Regions from separate parts of the Culex pipiens genome. Here region 2 is linked to region 1. The links are chromatin contacts, called in public Hi-C maps. All regions are on one chromosome and are shown on one strand. The core of a region is the stretch at or near the end of the contact, and the rest is flanking DNA. Distances in the headings are between cores, read along the strand shown.

What was found. Hi-C and Micro-C count contacts between places; a contact is called where the count stands out from the background.
Region 2: a contact with region 1 is called in a Hi-C map of embryo, with 5 times the contacts expected there. The contact joins the promoter of LOC120416798 here to the promoter of LOC120416772 in region 1. A contact is called at or near these places in 2 of 3 Hi-C or Micro-C datasets (embryo and whole pupa).

What each region holds. Positions count from the first base shown.
Region 1 is chr2:45,075,435-45,078,452 of TS_CPP_V2, forward strand. LOC120416772 (inositol-pentakisphosphate 2-kinase) reads left to right here and starts at 1,625. Exons shown (of 12, transcript XM_052707999.1): 1 at 1,625-2,053.
Region 2 is chr2:45,400,398-45,403,415 of TS_CPP_V2, forward strand. It overlaps LOC120416798 (calcium and integrin-binding family member 2), which reads left to right and starts at 1,440. Exons shown (of 2, transcript XM_039578674.2): 1 at 1,440-2,269. The coding sequence starts at 1,918. The region is part of intron 1 of LOC120430668 (trissin receptor-like); the gene reads right to left.

The DNA.
Region 1 (3,018 bases), core at 375-2,874:
TTCTTTGAAAATAAATTAAACTAAAAACTTTTGTAGTATGTATACCGCATTTCAAAAAAGAGATTTTCTCAATGTTTTTTTTGTGAATTACGTCGTCCTTACTTTTTCAAATATTTTTTTTTATTTTCTCCATATTGCATTGATTCAAACACGAGACCCTTGGATTTTTTCAAGGAGCAGTGGTTGTAAACAAATTGTGTAAAGAATTCAAATATTGTTTAAACTCGACAGTAAAACTTTTATACGTATTTTTAAATGTGACTGGTTAACATTCAGAATTGATTCCAGTACAATGTTGTTAAATTTAGTTTGTTTATTTGGTAATATAAATAAAAAAATGGATTTTCATGCTTTTTTAATATTTTTTTGCTTTTCATAATAACTTAAATTTTATAGTAAACATTGAATCTAAGATTATGATAATTGATTTTTTTTTCAAAATTCTAGGGGGGGGGAGGAATGAAGGTCTTGAAAATTAGTCAAGGGGGGAATGGAACGATAAAGGTTGAGAACCACTGTTCTAGAAATCAGGAGGAAATTCAATATTTTCGCGAAAACTTAACACGTAGCCTTATGTGTGGGACAAATTTGTTTTGTGTTTTTCTCAGCTTACTGTTTTTGTATATGGGACATTTATGCGAACATGGGCAGTTTAGTACCCAATTAAAAAAAACTAGACTGTCGTGATCGGGGACTTTATTTAGCAATCAAAACACATATTATTTTGCATTAATACAACAAACACAATTTTATTCTCCAAAAGAAAGCAAAAGACTGATTCTGATGCAATCGGGTCCTATTTTTCTGATATTATTGTTTACAACAACAAAGCTTTTTTCTGAGAACAACGAACATTAAATGTATTTTGTACGACCGCAAAGGATTTTAAAATGGATTTTTTAATCAATTTAAAAAAAAACAACTTCGTGGCCCTTCTTGACAGAAAAGGTCCTACTTGACAGCTTGTTCCAAGGGGACCATAGTTGATCCATCGTAAAAATAATGTCTTGTCACTTTATTTATTTTCATAAAAATATGTGATCAGAAATGGTTTTTAATCGTACTTTTTACCGTTATATATATAAACTAACATAGGGCTTTAGGACCCTATTAGCGAACTTGGATTCGCTAAATAATTCGAAGGCAGTTCGTATTTATTCGGATTAACGAAACCGCTCTGTATTTTAAAAATACTTCTCAAGTTTTTGTACCCATTTGGCAACACTGACTAAATAAAACTGCCAGCACAAAACAACAAAACTGACAGATTACGGGACCTGGCAAGCGAGTCGAGGCGATCTGTGTGTGTTCGGTTCGCGGTTTCGCGTTTTTTTGTAATCCGCGGCCAAGTGCATCGCGTTCCCGTCCACAACATCAAACCCTGCGGGTGAAATACGGTTCCGTACCGAATCTGTGTAGTGGCGTGATCCTGGTTCCAGTTCCGGTGAGGGGGAAATTGTTCCAGCCGTTCGTGTTTTGTGTTCCTAATGAGTGATAGAGGAAGGTTCCCTCAAATTGGCGGGTGTTGTGGTTTTGGGGTTCTTCCGGATGTGATCTATATTGTGCTCAATTGAAAAGTGGTCCAATCTTGCGAGAAATACGGGTAGATCCAAAGAAATCTCCAGCGGCAGAGAATTTAGCAGAAAAAGTCAGCGCTCGAAAAGTGTTTCCCAAATCCGGAGCAAGCAAAAAAGTGCATCGTCAATGTCCTGTTCAGTGTGTGCATAAATTAAGCTTCAATTGCCGTCGAAGGTTGCATAATTATCGAGTGTGTGCAATAAGTTCCAGTGCATTGTGTTACAAGTTTACCTGAAAAAAATGTTTCCTGTTCTACTAAAGAAAATCAATTCCCAAGTCGTCAGCCAAAAAGTCCATGTGGCGCTATTTTGGGCGGTGAAATAATTCCAATTGGATAATCCGTGCTGCCCACACAGGGTTCCAATTGCACACACAGCATCGGAACCAAACTCCAGATCTCGTTGTCCCTCCAGCCAACCTCTCGGTGTGACCTTCTCCAGTTGCACCTGCCAGCCTGTTTGTGCTGTTGATGCTGGTGAGTATCTCATTGATTTGCTTCTATTTTAGATGTACTTCTCCATACCAGGTCATACCGAGCTTAGAGGGATGCTTGTAATTGCACGGTTTTGTCCCTGGCCAGGTTATTTATTTCTATTATGGGAAATATCGATCGGATATCGATGCAAGGTTAACCACTTGAGTTATCACTTTGTGTGCCTTTTTAAAGTTTCAACTGAACTCTATGAAATAATTGTTAATATTTAGAAAAATATTAAAATATATAATTTTTATCAATGCATCTGGAGTAATAATTCTAAGGATAAATCTGGAGCAACATTTGAAAAAGGCGGTACGACATTGCTCTTACGGCCTTTCGTCCCATTTAAACGCGTGTAATCAAATGCCGTAAGAGCAATGTCGTACCGCCCCTCTCAAATGTTGCTCCAGAAATATTTGTACCGGAAAGCTTGTCTAATTTCCCATATGTTTGTTTTGGACAGCTTTTTGATTTGACTCGTTTAAATATTTACTGAATAAAAAGTCTGACTAACAGGATATCGTAGCCAAATAAAATTACAGAATTACAATTACTGAAATAATATATTCTATTTTCAGTTATAAGCAATGTTATTAAGCTTATATCTGTAAGCCCATACATCCAATTGAAATGCTGTCAAAGACAAACTTGTGGGAAATTGGACGAGCTTTCCGGTACAAATATTTACGAGACTGAAAAATCATGTCTGTCATATAGAAATTGCCAAAAACCACCAAAAAACCTATTTTTTCCACATTTTTATTTTTAAAACCGCTGTATCTTCACAAGCATTAGACACAGGACAATGATAAATCGACGCCAACATTTCAAAAAGCATCATGTACAAACCATGCGTTTTGAGAAAAACGCATTTGAATGTTGAGCATCCATTTTCAATTCCCATTTTAATATAAAAGCAAAATAAGATGTTCTAATAATAACAAACGATGAAAAACGTTGCT
Region 2 (3,018 bases), core at 190-2,689, 320 kb after region 1:
ATAAATCGACCTGAAAAATCAGGAGGCTTAAAAAAAATATTTCTTAAAAATTCTAATTTACATTAGAAGTTTAAGTGCAATTAACTAAAATCAATTTGAAATGCTTTCCCCTTCGCTTAGAATCATTTTTAGCATGTTTGGAGTGGTTCAAAATTTTTTTTTAAAATTTTTGGGTTTTTTCGATGTACAATACCGCTAATTGTTTTTTTTTTCTAATTTTTTTGTTTTCGTCAAATCTTACATTTTTTAAGCTTAATGATTGCATATCAACTGTACGGCTGTATAATGCATTTTCCAAAGGTTTTTTCATTGAAAGGTTGAAATTCTGGCTTGTAATTTCAATTATTATATATTTTTTAATTTTTTTGCATCCCCCTTGATCCGGCCAGAGTCGAGGGACAAAATCTTTGTAAAATATTTGATCGGCCTTATTGGACCTTTAAAAATAACTCTAGAACTGTATTGGCATCAAACTTTTTTTTTCATTGAACATTTAAACCAAGTCATTTTTTTTTCTTTTTTGTCACTTTAATGTTTAAATTTAGGATAATACGTCAATATGTCCTAATTTTCTAACTGGGAAACTAATGGCTTGATTTAATGTATAAACATGAAACTTTTGTGAAATGTCTGCTCTGTTATTAAAATCAATAAAATTTGCAATTCATGTAATGCATATTTGTAAAACAAAGTTAAACTATCAACATTTAAAACTTTTAACAAAAATAAAAACCTCTAGCTTATCTCTTGTTTTTTATATGATCAACATTTAAAAGAGCTATCGGTTGAGCAATTTTTAAATAATTTAATTTTAATTCTTGTGTTAGAGCCATTTTAAAAAAAATAAAAAATAAGCGGTTGACAAAGAAGGTTAAAGCTGCCAGAAATAAATGAATTAGCTACATCAAATCTTCCATCTAATTCATAACCAATTTTCAACTATAATAAGAATCTATTGCTTAATCATCTATTGGAAATCAAAATTCATATTTTGAATGTAATTACAAAAAAATAAATTGTTACGGCGATAATAGTTTAAATTGTCAAAAATACTTCAAATAAAAAGCAGATAATTTTGAAACATTGTTAACATGTTAACTCATTCTGCTTAAGAATCTGAAAGTGTTGATCCTTGGGCAAACTATTGTGATATTGTTGCAAGATATCGTTGAAGCAAATCACACAATTATTTTAAAACATATTCATGTAGATGTGAACTGAACATGTGAGTTACAATGATATCAAAATCAAATATTAATTTTAATTCTAAGATATTTTTAATAATGAGTTGGTGTCGGAGTCGAAGTCGGCTAGGGTTTTTTTCGGTTTAGAGTCAGATTCTGTAGGAGATGAAAACCGGAGCCGGAGTCGGAGTCGTTTGAAATATGACCCGACTCCGCAGCCTTTGTTTTTTTTTTTATTACATATCAAATATATAACAAACAAATTTTGAATAACATCTTAAGACAATAATTCACGAATTTAAGGAGGAGCATGGTTGAGCTGGACTGGACGACTTTAATATAATGGAAAAGCGAAATTTATTCCCGCCAACCCCACACTCTTATAGGAATATCCTTACACATGGGAGTGCCCCGCAGGCAAACATCAGTCAACCCAACAGCAGTGGCAGAAGTGCTAATATTCATGCTGGCTTTTAATTTCCCCGCGTGGGTGGGTTCATTCTTCCTTCCTTCGATGTCCTACCCTACTGCGTTATCATATCACCCCGTTGGATGATTGCAATCGTCTTCACATTCCTGACGGACGGTGCTTTGCCTCTTTTTTTATTGCGTGTTGCTCCTCAATTCAACCTGCTTCCTGCTCCCCCGGGGGAGTGTTTTATAATTGAAGGCCCGGTTGCCTTTGGGACCAGCAGTCTGATTCCGGCAGCCAACAGGTTCACATCACTTGGCCATGGGCAACAAGGTGGTCACTTTCACCGACCAGCAGCTGGAGGACTACCAGGACTGTACGTTCTTCACGAGGAAGGACATTCTGAGGGTGCACAAGCGGTTCCGCGAAACCAGTCCGGAACTGGTGCCGGAGGTGATGACCGAGGGGCAGGCCACCTCGATACAGGTGCCACGAGAGAGGATCGAGAAGATGCCCGAGCTGGTGGAGAACCCGTTCAAGGGGAGGATTTGCGAGGCGTTTTCCCGCCAGGGCGATGGAAATTTAACCTTTGAGGACTTTTTGGATCTGCTGTCGGTGTTTAGTGAGCAAGCGCCGAGGGATATAAAGGTGTTTTACGCGTTTAAGATTTATGGTGAGTTATGTGTAGGATTTACATTTAAATTTGCGGTAATTATTTTTTTCCCAGTTATTTTCAAAATAGCTTTGATTCTCGTTTCATTATGTTCTAACTTTGGAATCAAATCTAGAATCAGATTAAAAATGGCAAGGAACACCTGAATTATTTATTTCTTTCTTCTTTATTCTTTGTTCTAGATTTTTACACAATATCCCAAGAAAAAAACTCATGCTGTTTTCTTAAAAAAAAAATCATTTTCTACGATTTCACAAATCGCTTATTCATTGCATTGCACAGAAAAGAAGCCATAAATGGCTTATGTTATGTGGGTCATTCCGTGCCAAATTTCACACTACTAGAAATTGGCTTTCTCTGATCAAGCTCAAATTTGGTGGAGCTCTTGATACTATCAAATCCCAATTTTGAACCAAATTTGACCACCCCTTCTTTCAAATGTTTTGCGATTTTCGGCATTTTTTTCAAAAAAACTCCGTTTTTAAATGGCCACATATCTTGATAGAGCAAAACTCGACAGTTTCATGTTTTTCATGTCATGACTGTTCATAAACCGTGCTCAAAAAAAAAAAAAAAAAAATGATAATATTCACTTTGATAAAATAATTTCCGATTGATTTCAGTTTATGATAAAAGTCGATTACATTATTAAAATGAAAGTTAAATAATGTTGGAAATCCCTAACAAAATGTCCGTTTTTTTAGTTTATAAAAAATTAACGATGTGTTTAAGAGGACAAAAATAAAGAT